2 separate regions of the Mustela erminea genome follow, and region 2 is linked to region 1. The links are chromatin contacts, called in public Hi-C maps. All regions are on one chromosome and are shown on one strand. Each heading gives the region's core, a stretch centred on a gene start, on an enhancer-like site or on the middle of the called end of the contact. The rest is flanking DNA. Distances are from core to core; before and after follow the strand shown.

The links. A called contact is a pair of places that touch in the nucleus more often than the background predicts.
Region 2: a contact with region 1 is called in a Hi-C map of spleen, with 4 times the contacts expected there. The contact joins the promoter of MUL1 here to the promoter of DDOST in region 1. A contact is called at or near these places in 2 of 3 Hi-C or Micro-C datasets (skeletal muscle and spleen).

Annotation. Positions count from the first base shown.
Region 1 is chr10:95,108,464-95,115,371 of mMusErm1.Pri, forward strand. It overlaps DDOST (dolichyl-diphosphooligosaccharide--protein glycosyltransferase 48 kDa subunit), which reads left to right and starts at 2,767. Exons shown (of 11, transcript XM_032303815.1): 1 at 2,767-2,974; 2 at 3,187-3,297; 3 at 6,619-6,705. The coding sequence starts at 2,821. KIF17 (kinesin-like protein KIF17) reads left to right here. Exons shown (of 16, transcript XM_032303812.1): 16 at 285-1,259. The coding sequence ends at 463.
Region 2 is chr10:95,240,957-95,247,864 of mMusErm1.Pri, forward strand. It overlaps MUL1 (mitochondrial ubiquitin ligase activator of NFKB 1), which reads left to right and starts at 2,497. Exons shown (of 4, transcript XM_032302110.1): 1 at 2,497-2,769; 2 at 6,657-6,744. The coding sequence starts at 2,650.

The sequences.
Region 1 (6,908 bases), core at 1,517-4,016:
GCACAAGACACAAACAAACATCAGTTGAGGACCCGGCACTGTGCCCATGTTGCAGATGAGGAAACTGAGGCCCTGCACCCCGAGGTCCCACGTGCACGCAGCTGGGCCCTGAGTGCAGGCCTGTCTGGCTCAAGATCCTGGGCTGCCTGAGTCTGAGTCTCTAGAACTCCGAGCTCCTGGCCCAGACCCTCTGGTGGGATGAGACCTTCAACTGGGCGGGGTGAGGTGGGCTCCCCATCCCCGTGCCCCCTGGATCACTGGCTTCTCTGTCCCCTTCTCCACAGCGCATCACAGCTCGCCCCCTGGCCTCGGCTCCCCACTCAGCAACACCTCTGCCATGTCGCCTACCCAGGCCCCCGAAATGCCCCAGCCCCGGCCCTTCCGCCTCGAGTCCCTCGACATTCCATTTTCCAAGGCCAAGCGTAAGAAAAGCAAAAGCAGCTTTGGCAGTGAGCCTCTGTGAACACGGACTCCTGCTGCTGCCCTACCTTGGGGCATCTGTGAGACTGCCAGGCCGCCGCCCGCCAGGGCAGCCCCAGCCAAGCCTCCTCCCCACTGCCCCCACGGTGTCCGGATGCTCGAGAGGGGTCCTTGCCCTGGGAAGAGGCTTTCCCTTCCCTGTTACCCATCCTTGCGGAGGTGCGCTCCGGCTCTCCACGCCACACCAGTGTTCTATTTGCTCACCTGCCACAGCCCACCGCGCGTGCCCCCAACCCCTGTTCCGTTACTCTGTGCCTTGATGGGCTCAGAAACCTCACGGCATTCACCAGCAGCCCCGACAGAGTGGGCAGCAACTTCCGTGTTGATCAAGGACAGGATCTCGGTGATAGACCATCATGCCTCTGTCTACAGGCCAGGAAGCTGGATGGTGTGGGCACAGGAGTCCTGGAGCTCACACCCAGCTGCTCTGTGGCCTAGAGGAGGCTTCCCCACATGAGGCTGCCCCAATAAACTGCCTTTTCCCGATGAGCTCCCTTCCCTAGTCCTCTGACAGTGTCACTGGGGCCCCTCCTGCCATGGCTGCCTGGCCTTCACGGGGAAGCGCGTTTTGGAGCGGTGTTTCTTAACTACCTGATGCCTTTAAAACCGGGCTGTGGGGTTCCGCAACTCCCCACACTCATGAGTACAAGTGCATTTTTCTGGGGCAAGCACCTCATTCAATTCTCCAAAGATCTGAGTAAGGAAAGCAGATCCCTTGTTTTGGACAATAAAGATTGTGTCTTGCTGAAACCCAGAAAAAGGCCAGGGGTGTGTCCTCAGGGGCTGTGCTGGAACTGGGTGCCCTGAAGTGGCCAGGAATGAGGCCAGGTCATCCGGGCTACTGAGGGCACAGCCCTCCCCTTGCCCTTCGTATCCCAGGCCTGCCCTGCAGGAGGGCCCCACCATCTGAGGGAAAAGGCCTGGCCTTTGGTTGAAGAGGAGACTCATTTCGCCCTGGGCTCCATCTGTGAGAGGGAAACAGCTGCCTCCTAGGGGTATAGTGAAGGTTCAGTGAGAGTTAAGTGATGTTCCCAGCAGGTAGCAGGTGCCCCGTATTAGTCCCCCTTGTTTGTTCTTCTCTGCATTTTGCATTAATTACTGTGGTGGGTCCCAAAAGCCACATGCCTGGGCCAAGCTCACGCCCTGGGGATCAGTCTAACTGTAGGCAGGCTGCAGTACCTGTGTTGAGAAGAAGAAAGATCGGGTGTTTATGGGGAACAGAGTGCCCTTGTGAAGGACAGGGCTATCATAAAGGGTGGAGAAGATCCTGGGGGCCTTAAGATGGGAATGGGGGGAGGGCATGAGCAAAGGCAAGAGGTGGAGTGTGTCTGTTGGAGCCCTGCAGCAGGGAAGCCCTGAGCAGGGCTAAGAGGAGGATGTGGCTGCCAAGATCAGCTTCAAGAGAGACCTGAGGAGTCTTCGGTGTCCCCGAGCTGTGGCAGACTCCTAAGCCACCGAATGGCATCACTGGGTCTGAGTTCCAGGGGGACCGATGTGGGATCATACGCAGAAGGGCGGGACTGCTGGACTGGGGCCCCCCGCAGGGGTGAGGCTGAACTCACATAGGAGCCAGTGGAGACGGAGAGGAGGTAGAATCAGTTAAGGAGACGGATGGAGGTTGATTTTGACTTTTGCGCTTCGAGGACAAGTGTGAAAGGTCAGAACAGCTACCTTCTCTCTCCGCGATTACCTTCACCCATTTGCCCCAGGATTGTGGCTGGGACCAGAGAGTCACCGAAATCTTGGAACTGATTGCGGCAGCTTTTCCTCAGACCCGTGGTGGGGCCGATGCTCAGCCTCACTCTGCACCGGGTGCTTCAAACCTGTCCTCGAGCTCCCACGAGCCCAGGCTTTTTTCAAAGGCCGCAGGTGAGCGGGAGAGCTGGGCCTCGCCGTCGTTTCTATTTCCAGCCTAACCCTAACCGAGGAGGTGATCCCTGGCGGCCACCACCGCCCCAGGTCCCAAGAGGGACGCAGGTCTGAGGAAGAGGCGGGATCTGGGGTCCCGGCGGGAGTCCGGACTCGGCGGAGCCTACGGCCGTTCGGCCTTGTTGACTGGCTGCGGCTGCGGAGCTGTCTTTCTAGGATTGAACCTTTTCCGTTGAGGAGGCGGGACCTCTCGCCCCTTCCGCCAATAGGGTTCAGAGACTCCGCCCCCAACCGGGGCACTTCCGGTGATGCTCTCCCATCATCTCCGCCCCGGCGGCGGCCCCGGCTGCCGGGCCGCGGCGTACCAAGATCACTTCCGGGTGTTACTCCAAGACCGCGAGCTGCGATTGGGCAGCCTAGACGGGGCGCTTCCGGTGCCCAGGTGCTTGGGTTCTTGGCAGAAGGAAGAAGATGGAGCCCGGCGCCGCGGCCCGCGCTTGGTCTCTCCTGTGGCTGCTGCTGCCCTTGCTTGGCCCGGCCTGCGCCAGCGGTCCTCGCACCTTAGTGCTGCTAGACAACCTCAACCTGCGGGAGACGCACTCGCTTTTCTTCCGAAGCCTGAAGGGTGAGACCGGGGCCCGAGGGCGCAGTGGGGGAAAGTCGGGTTGGAAAAGCTCCCGAGCCCCAGGGCAGGGACTACTCTCCCTCCCTCCTTCCGATTTTCCACGAAGAGGCTGTCCACTCTAGCCTCTCGCTCGCGGGGGGCGGTCGAGGTCTCTGCAGCGGTGCTTTTCCCTGGCGTCCCGTCTGCCTCAGCTCCCTGTTCTTCTCGTCCAGACAGGGCCTTTGAACTCACATTCAAGACCGCAGATGACCCGAGCCTGTCCCTCATTAAGTACGGGGAGTTCCTCTACGACAATCTCATCATCTTCTCCCCCTCGGTAGAAGGTAAGTGCTGCACGTCGCTCCCAGAACTGGGATTCAAGGCCCACGATTGATTGATCTTTTTCTTCTGGATCTTGTGCATTTTCTGGGTCATGGCATGGGTCACCAGCCCTGGACACTGCTGCTACCGGGGAAGAGGAAAATGTTCACTTCTGACCTGGGCCTGGGAAGGAATGTCTCCTTTCTAAAAGACACACCTGAGGGTTGTGGGCTCAGGTGTTGCACAGACGGTGGAAGTGCAGGCCCTGCTACCCTGAGAAGGGGGTTTTCTCTATAAAGGGTCTGGTGGGAAAGAACAGAGAGTGCCCCTGCTTGGGTTGGCTTCTGTGGGGAGAGAAAATGGCATGTTATTAAATAGTTTGTCTGCAGAGGCATTGTGATAATTGATGGTAAGAATTGAGATGGATTCGGTTTCTGATGGCTAGAACATTAGCCATAATTTAGCCCAGCCCCCTACTGGAGACTGGATGGGTATGTCCAGGGCCTAGCAGAGAGCTGGTTGTTGAACAGAATGAATGTCTTCGCTGGCTTATCCAATTGATACGTCAGCATTCCTGTGACAGCTTACAAGTTGTGCCCAGGTGGATGGGAATGTCACCGAGAAGGGAGCGAGCTGTAGGTGAGAAGGGCTGGGGGAAGGCCGAGCTAGGCTCTTGCTTTGGGAATGTCAGAGAAGCTAAACAGTGTTTCTCAAATCTTAGTCATTTCTGTACCTCCTTCCTGATTTTTACTGTATTCCACATCACCCATTAATACTTAATGTTCCTTTAAATTGACCCCTTTAAAAAAAGGAAAAAAAGAAAGAACAAAACTCTAACAGCATTTTGAAAGGAAACCAGTGCTGAACCCAGTATCTCCACTAAAAATGGAGAGCTGGTATCATCACTTCTTTTCACTAAAACCTAACTATAAATAGTGTAAACACTGTTAAGTTCTAGCCAGCTTCTGTTGCCTGCTGAAGGCACGGAGTCAGGCTTCCACGTAAAGGAGGCTAGCAAACATTAGAGAAATGTTAAGATCAATATCAAAGTAAGACATTCTCTTTGATGGGGCAAGCTTGAAAAATCATTGGAAAAGGAAGAAGGTCTCTCTGAGATTCAGTGTTTAAAGCTCTGCCCCACATGTACTTTTTCTGCGCATAGCACAGAAGTCCCGCATGCTACAGGAAAGCTGCATGGGTACTCCTGGGGAGAAGACTTGTATGTGCTGGGGGCAGTTTAGGGTAAGAACTTGGCCTTGGCTCTGTGGTGCTGTGACTGGTTATCCCCCTCAGGTGTGAGAACCCTGGCCTGGCTTCCTTCTCCATCCCCCTGGGTTCCTCCCTGACTTCGGGATTAGGAAGCTCCCAAGTCACATGCACTGCTGGCATAGAAGAATGGTCCTTTAGCACATCCTTTGTACCCGGAAAAGACTACAGAAAGGTGGAGAGGTGTCCTAGATTCAAGCCCAGGTAGCTCCATCTCACAGCCTGGATTCTTGCCACTGTACAAAGATTTCTCAACAGTGGCGCTTCTGGACATTTGGGACTGGATAACACTGTTGTAGGGGGTGGTCTTGGGCACTGTAAGATGTGTAGCAGCATTCTGAACCTGTGTCGCACTAGATGGCAGTAGCCACCTCCAGACATTGCTCGTAGGGCAGAATTGCCCCTGGCCGGGAACCACACTGTCCACTGTGCTTGGAGCTGCTTTTGAATTGTCTGACCCTACCTGGCCTGTCTGTAGGAGTGGGGATAGAGGGCTTTCCGAATGTAGTAGAAGAGGTGAAGTTGCAGGTACAGAATGTTCTGTCAGTGCCTGAAGGTAAGGTAAACTGCTTTTTTGTTTTTTTTCCTGAAAATGACCCCTCAGAAGGCCATTCTCATAGTTGTATCTGTACATAGTCCTATTACAGACTCATAATGGACGTGTGACGGACAGACTTCTCTCTCCAGTCTCAGTGCACGGCACTTGCTTGAGCTGGAAATCTTGGGGTTGCCCTTAGCGCCCCCCTCTCTCTCATACCCTGTATCTGGTCCATAACAGGCCCTGCTGACTTTACCTTCAGAATAGGACTGAGGCCCCCCTCCCACTTCCCCCCTGTCTTCCTCCTCCTCCTCTCTTCCTTCCCTCCCTACCCTTCTCTCTTCACTGCCTGGATCATCACAGTGGCCTCCTAACCCACTGCTCTGCTTCCGTTCTAGTCCCCGTACCCGATTCTCCACCGAGCTGCCAGACTCGTCCTTTAGAAATAAAAAGCAGGTCATGTTGGTGTCCTGTTCGAAAACCTCCAATGGCTCCTCCTCATGGCCAACCTCACAGGGGCCTGTAGAGCCTCGTGAGCCGCCCTCCCCGCTTCAGCACGGCCTCACCTGCTTCTGCTCGCCCCTTCACACTCCAGCTGAGCCACACTGGGCTCCTTGCTGGGACAGGCTCACCTGCCTCGGGGACCCCACACCTGTCATTCTCGATGCCCCCCATGCTGCCTGGGCCACTCTCACAACTCAGATGCTACTTGCCCTGGGTCTTCCCGGACATCCTGTATATGTAGCTCCCTCCCACTGTCCTTTTCTTTCCGCAGAAAAGAAATAACGTTCTTGTAATGACTAAGTGATTTCCTAAGCACTCCCTCCATTACTTTATGTTGAACATCAGGTTGTACTTTGGGGAAGACTCTTGATCTGCTTCTGACTAGGATTGACTGACCAAAGAAAGATACCATCTCATAAGTACAAAGGTTGGAAGTTAATGTGCCTTTTTAGGGATCACTTTAATAAAAGCATGGAGTCGTTCTGTTATGGCTCTTGTGGATCTAAATCATAGGATTAATAGGGGGAAAAGTTATGCATGTTGGTATATGAGTACTAGTGTTAAGTGACTGCATCATGCTCATTTAGAAGTGCTCATTCTAAGACAATTTAGATGGAAGTGAAATTGATGGGTTCTAGAGGACTGTCAGCCGGAAGTCACTCCAGTGATGACAGAGATACTGATGTGAAAGGCGCAGGTGGTGAGTTTGAATGAAGTTGTATCATGACATATGAGTGGGAAAATGCAACTTTTCTGAACATACATTTTATATGTGATTTGAAATGTGCATAACTAACTTGACAGCTATAATTGGTAGGTGTTTGTCTCTGTCATTTATACTTCTCAAAGTTAAAAGCTTATGAATTCAAGTCATTCCTTTAAGATCTTCAGTTTGGGGAAACAGGCATATATGGTAAATGACCGTCTCGTTGTGGGCCGCAGAGGCTGGGATGGATCGTGGCTGGTCGGCGGTCCAGCCTCCCTGCCCACGTGTCCGAGGAGCACTCTGGCTCAGTCAGTCTGGTGCTTCTTTCAGATTTTGGAGGCAACATCAATGTGGAGACTATCAGTACCTTTATTGACGGTGGAGGCAGTGTCCTGGTGGCTGCTAGCTCAGACATTGGTAAGTCTGAATTGGGAAGGTCTAGTGCTTTCCCTCATTTCTCTGGGAAGCTTGGCGAGTTTTACAAGTGGAAGCTGCCAGATTGGTGCTCACTAGGCGGGCTGAGCAGTGAGTATGGGAACTCCAGAGCCATTCAGTCCCTCCTGTGCTCCTGTGACCAGAGATGTTGGGCCTCTTAAGGGCTGGGGGCCCTGTTTTTTCCC
Region 2 (6,908 bases), core at 1,247-3,746, 130 kb after region 1:
TAGGACCCTGGGATCATGACCTGAACCAAAGGCAGACACTTACCCGAATGAGCCACCCAGGCGTTCCTCTTCTTGTTCTTTTAAAAACAAGTTTTATTAATTCAAAGTATGCCATATATGCACACTAAAAAGTATAAAAGAGTGAAAAGTCACTCCGTTCTCTAGCCAGCAGATTCCATTCTATGTGAATAACCAATATTATCAGCTTTTTTTGAATCCTTCTAGACATATATAAATGTATATATTTTTCTTCCTCCTCTTTAGTTTTTTTAAAGATTTTATTTTATTTATTTGACAGACAGAGATCACAAGTAGGCAGAGAGGCAGGCAAAGAGAGAGGGGGATGTAGGCTCCCTGCTAAGCAGAGAGCCCTATGCGGGACTTGATCCCAGGACCCTGGGACCATGACCTGAGCCGAAGGCAGAGGCTTTAACCCACTGAGCCACCCAGGCACCCTTGACAGTGTTTTAATAGTTAATTTGCTTTGGGAATTTTTTTGTAAACTACTCTATGAAATGGAAAACTTTGGATGAAAATGCTTATTTATTTAATTTTTAGAGATTTTATTTATTTGTCAGAGAGAGCACACAAGCAGGGGAAGTGGCAGACAGAGGAAGCAGCAGGCTCCCTGCCGAGCAAGGAGCCCCATGTGGGACTTGATCCCTGGCAGATGCTTAAATGAGCCACCAGGTGTCCTGAAAGTGCTTTTTTTTTTTTTTTTTAAATACTGCCAACTGTTTTGTTTTTGTTTTTGTTTTTTTAGATTATTTATTTATTTATTTGACAGAGATCACAAATAGGCAGAGAGACAGGGAGAGAGTGAGGAGGAAGCAGGCTCTTGCTGAGCAGAGAGCCCGATGTGGGGCTGGATCCCAGGACCCTGGGATCATGACCTGAGCCGAAGGCAGAGGCTTTAACCCACTGAGTCACCCAGGCACCCCTCTTCCTCCTCTTTAAAATAAATGGGATATTTAAATAGTTTTGCATTTTGCTTTTTCACTTTAAGATGCCCACATACATGTACATTTAAAACTTATTTAACAAATTAACTATTGATAATGTGTTAGTTGTTTTCATTCTTTTGTTATTAAAAACAATGCTGCAATGAATAATCTTGTATATTTGCCTTTCAGATGTGTAACTATTTATGGAGGAAGAATCTCTGGAGGTGGAATTGCTAGGCCAATAAGTGTGGGCACTTTTAATCTTGATCATCACTGCCTAATTGTTCTTTACAAAGAACATCCAGTTTCACACCCATAAGTGATATATGGGAATCTCTTTTCCTTCACTGTTGCCAACATGATGTGTTATTAACTTTGGACAGCTATTTATTTGATTGGTCGCTTGTTTGACAGAGACAGAGGGAGAGGGAGAGAGAACACACGCAGGGGGAGTGGGAGAGGGAGAAGCAGACTTCCCACCCAGCAGGGAGCCCGGATGATGCAGGGCTCGCTCTCAGGACCCTGGGATCATGATCTGAGCTGAATGAAGGCAGATGCTTAAGGACTAAGCCACCCATGTGCCCCTTGATTTAATTTTAAGTGTATGTGTGTGTGTGTAACAAATTTATGATCACTTCTTGGGTCGAAAATCATCAAAATTATCTGGGGGTGTTAACAATCTGGAGATTCTAAACCCATATTCACAGAAAAGTAATTCTTGTTTGACTCGAAGGGTAATTAAGGAATGTGGTAGAAAAATGTCACAGAGAACCCGTTTCTTTCATAAAGAGATTTTACTCTTGTGGAGCAATTTACAGATTTTAGATGCATTTTAAATGCATTGATTTCGATTTCGGGCATCTTCTGATTATTTTAGTAAGGAAATTACTAAAGAGGTCAGAAGATAGTCTGAAATCTGCCCCATAGTCGTGTTGTGAGGATTAAATAGGATGTCTGCAAAACTTTTGTCACAATACCCGGCGTATAATAGGCGCTCAATAAAGTAGCTCTAGTTATTAGCCAACAAACAATAGGTTACTTGCTGCGATGACAGATTAAGGGGCTGCTGAGGTGGTAAAATCTGCCCTCTTGGCAGTAAGGGCTCTGGAGCCCGATGGATTTCTCTCCGGCAGTGTGACTTTGAGCCCATCCCCTAACTTCCCCCGCCTCAGTTTTCGCATCTGGAAAGTGGAAGAATAAAATCCAAGGCTCGAGGTTTGCCCTGAGTTTACACGTGCAGTACTCCCAAGGGCTTGCTACACACTACTTCTCTCCTTTCCTCTCAGTCTACTGACTGGAGCTATCAAGAACCCATCCAACAACCCGATAACCCAGAAAACCAGAGGGATCGAGAGCAGGGGGCGCGGGCACGCCCCTCGCCACCAGTACACCGCGCGTCTAGCAAAAGGTCACTGGCGACTAGCGATCCCCAACTACCCCGGCACTAACAGCTCGCCCCGCCCCTCGGCGAGGGAGACCCCGCCCCTGCGGAGGCTCCGGCAGCTCCGCGGCCCCACGAGCACCTCGGCTACGCCGTCTTCCGGTCGACTCGGCCCCGCCCACTTCCGGCCCGGCGCGACCAGGAGCGGGTTTCCGGAAGGGCGGGTTGGGTTGGGGGCGCGCTCCGGGGCGGAGGGCGGCGGAGCAAGGGGGGCGCGCGGCCTGACCTCGGCGTCGCCGCCGGCACGCGGGACTCCGCGCAGCCATGGAGAGCGGAGGGCGGCCCTCGCTGGGCCAGTTCCTCCTCTTGGGCACCAGCTCTGTCGTCACCGCCGTCCTGTACTCCGTGTACCGGCAGAAGGCCCAGGTCGCCCAAGAGCTCAAGGTCAGTGCTGGAGCCAGCCTGGCCTCAGCCGGCTCACCCCTGCCCCCCGGGAGTGGTGTGAGCCCGCCGCTCGCCTCGCGCCGCTCCAGCGTCCGAAACGGCCCTAAAGAGGAAGTCGGCCCCTGAGAGATGTCGCCCCGCCAGGCACGGGAGGAGCTAGGATCAGAATTCGGGTCTCGTGATAACCGCTGCCCGGCCCCTCTTCTCCTCAGCCGCCCCCGTTCCTCAGAATCTCGACTTCATTACTTGATTGGACAAATACTTAGGGGCGGCCTGCGCGGCTCCAGGCACTGGGGCTCTGGCATGGGTAGAAGAGACAAAAGTCCCTGCCCTCATGGAGATTCCATTCCCCTACGGCGAGACAGACAGAGAGTAGCTCAGATGGTATGACAGACGGGGAGAAAAATACTGCAGACTCAGGCGGGGAAGAGGGGGAATGCAGCGCTGGAGAAAGGGAGGGTTGCTATTTCAAAGAAGGTGACGTTTAACAGAGCCCAGGAGGAAGCGAGGGAGACCGGGCAGGTGTCTAGGGGAAGAGCGGTTCACGCGGGGGGAGCAGCCAGTGCAGGAGCCCTAGACCTTGCCCATTGACGTAACCACTCACGTCCTTGCTTCTACAGACGCTTCCTTTTTAATATTTTAGTTATTTTTAAAAATAACGCTTGCTTTCTTAGGCTGCCCTCGACAGCTTAGCACATTCTCATCTTGTTACTTTTTTCTTCACAATGATTATTTTAAAAGATTTTATTTATTTATTTGACAGACGGGAGATCACAAGTAGGCAGAGAGGAGGGAGCCAGAGCCGGATGTGGGGCTTGATCCCAGGACCCTGGGATCATGACCTGAGCTGAAGGCAGAGGCCTTAACCTCTTAACCAGAGAGCCACCCAGGCACCCCTACAGTAATTTTTTGGGGTAGGGAAAACGACAGTCATCTCCAGATTGCAAATTGGGAAATGGAGACGCAGAGCAAAGGTCTTACAGCTCCTCTGGTTGGGACTTGAGCTTAGATCTTTTGATTCCAAGTGTAGGCTTTTTTTTTTTTTTTTTTTCCTCCTCATCGATCACATTGCTTTATTGTGAATGTCTGACTGGCCCATGAGAGGTGGACCTCTTTAGGTCAGAAACCGTCTTATTTATCCTCCCCCCCCCCCCCAGGTTCTGACTCAGTGGTAGATGCTTAGTAAATGTTTGTGGATTCCTTTTGGCTGAAATACCACAATGTCACAGTAGCACAGTTCGGGCTTCTTCACTTGACATTTATTTGAAGAAGGATTCCTAAACCTTAGTTCATTATCATCATACTGTTTTCAGGAAGGGCTTAGAAACCAGTGTGTGAAATCCCTGCTGGGGAAGGGAGTTTGGTAATCCATCTGAAATGAAGCAAGTTACCAGACAGTTGGATTTGTGGTGCAAGTGGCCTCCTAGGGAATTCCAGCTGCCCAGTTGCTTGTCTGATTGTAAATAAGCAAATTTACTGCTGAAGTCAGTGACTGGAGGTATAACCGATACTTCACTTTCTGACCCTAGAAGTTTGAAATCAGGCTGGCCGAATGTGGGACGTTTGAAGCAGTGAACTCTCCAGGATCCCATTTTGGGTGACCTTAAAAGTTTTGCCAGTCAGTTTCCAAATGAGGATGAAATAGCCCCTTCCTGGAAAGAGTTGGAATTCCTAAAATTTTAGATGCTAGTTTCTTGATCAGATTATAAAACCTCCAGAGTAGGTTTGAGTCTTATCCTTGTGTAGCTCTCATAGTGATGGGAATGGCTCTTTATGGCTTGCCTACACGTGCCAGCTCCTGGGTTAGATTCCTTCACACCTTATGCATCATTTATTTTTTATTAATTTTTTTTAGGATTTTATTTATTAGAGCGAAAGAGAGCATGAGCAGTGGGAGAGGAAGAAGCAGACTCCCTGCTGAGCAGGGAGCACCTGGGGAGCCATCCCAGGACCCTGAGTCATGACCTGAACTGAAGGCAGACGCTTCACTGACTGAATCACCTGGGTGTCCTTCCGTCATTTAATACACATAAAAATCAGTGACCGTTTCCTCTCCGTTTTCTACAGCTTTGGAAACAGGTTCAGGTTGTTCAGTCATGGTAGATGCACTGAAACTTGATTCAACCCCAGGTCTTTCTGATCGTATTCCCTCTCCCCATTAAAAAAATTCTAACTGGCTCTCCTGTGGTGGATACTCTTCCCGCTGTATGACTTGGAGCAAAGCACTTCACCTCTCTGAGCCTCTGGTTCCTGATCTTTAATTGGGGATAATGTCTTCTGTATAGGGACAGTAGGAGCATTACATGCATTTATGCTTTTAAAGTGTTTAGCGTAGTGCCTGGTATATGCACTTGACTTTTGAACAAAATGGGTTTGAAATGTGCAGGTCCATTTACATGCAGATATTTTTTCAGTAAATACAGTACTGTAAATGTATTTTCTCTCATGATTTTTTTTTTAAAGGATTTTACTTATTTTTTTGAGGGAGAGTGACACTGCGAGAGAGGGAACACAGGGAGGGGGCATGGGAGCCGGAGAAGCAGGCTTCCTGCAGAGCAGGGAGCCCTAGGTGGGGCTCAGTCCTACGACCCTGGGATCGTGATCTGAGCCAAAGGCAGATGCTTAACTGACTGAGCCACCCAGGCGCCCCTCATGATTTTTAAAAAGTCTTTTCTCTAGCTTGCTTTATTGTAGGAACACAGCCTATGATACATATAACCTACAGAATATGTGTTGATTGACTGTTTAGGTTATCAGTAAGGCTTCTGGTCAACAGTAAGCTCCCGAGTAGTGAAGTTTGGGAGCCAGATTTATATGCAGAATGCAGAGTTTCGACAGCGTGGCGGGTCAGTGCCCCTCACCCCTGTGTTGTCCAAGGGCCAGTGGTAGTCTAAGTGATGATTCATTCACTGACTACATACTGAGTGCCTGCTGTGGGTCAGGCACTGTTCTTGCTTGGCCCTAGGGGGACAGCAGTGAACGAGGCAAGTGAGGTCGCAGCTGTCCTCCAGTGTAATAGTCCGGGGGAGGGACACAGAACAAAGGAGTCAGTAGACTGTAAGTGTTAGTTGCTGGGTGGTTATTGTACTATGTTCACACTGCAGGTGGTTCGTCAGTTTGGTTTGACCCTGCTCCTGTCATGCACTGTGCAGGTCGAGCTTCAATTTTGAGCGACCTCAGTGACCTTAGAGTACCCATCCCTCTTCACGCCTCAAGGGCTTACTTAGCTGGCAACCTTCAGATTTTTTTTCCCATCCTTCCAATTTGTCGATGGCAGTTCCCTGGAAGCGGGAAGTGTCCTTGATTCATCCCTGAATCCCCCGTGCCCAGCCCACATGGATACTCAGGAACCGGTCATTGGTTTTATTAATCTCTTTATTTTCGATACAGCAGTGCCAGGCTGGCTTGGTCCCCTTGCACAGCAGGTTGGAAAGTGAATGAGAGTGGGTGGCCCACCATTGCCTGAGCCCCTGCCGTGTCCGAGGCACTGGCGCGGCTGCCTTCCACAGCAGCCCTCTAGGCGCGTGGCTCTGTGTCATCGTCAAGAAGAGATGAAATTGTGTTTTGTCTGTGGCATGAAAACCAATAAGTCCCTTTCATATTTTCACTTAAAAAAAAGTTAAAATGAAGAGGAGGGTGTGTTTCCGTTAACTGGGGAGAGAATGTCCCCGGCACCCCCGTTTGGAGGGCGACAGATGCTGGTTATGTGGAGAAACTTCTGGGGCACAGCTTGGGAGTGTGACTCTCCATCCTCTCCTTCCTGCCTGATTTCCTTGTTCTCTGTTCATTACGTGAAAAAAGTAAATAGGCTTTTTTCGTGTTGGGCCTGTCAGTGTGGTAGAACATGGAGTTTTCAGCAGCTGGTTGAATGTGTTGTTTCCATTTAGGGAGCTAAAAGAATCCACTTGGGTGAAGACTTAAAGAACATTCTCTCGGAAGCTCCAGGAAAATGTGTGCCTTACGCTGTTATTGAAGGTATGTTTATTGGCAAAATTAAACATTTCCTCTTCTCCAAGTTTGATGAAAAATCTTCTTGGCTGATATTGAGGTCCTTTAGTTTGGGGCAGTGGTCCAGAACCTGGACCTTGGGGTCAGGAAGATCTGTGTGATCCTGGTGCAATTACCCAGCCTTTCAGAAC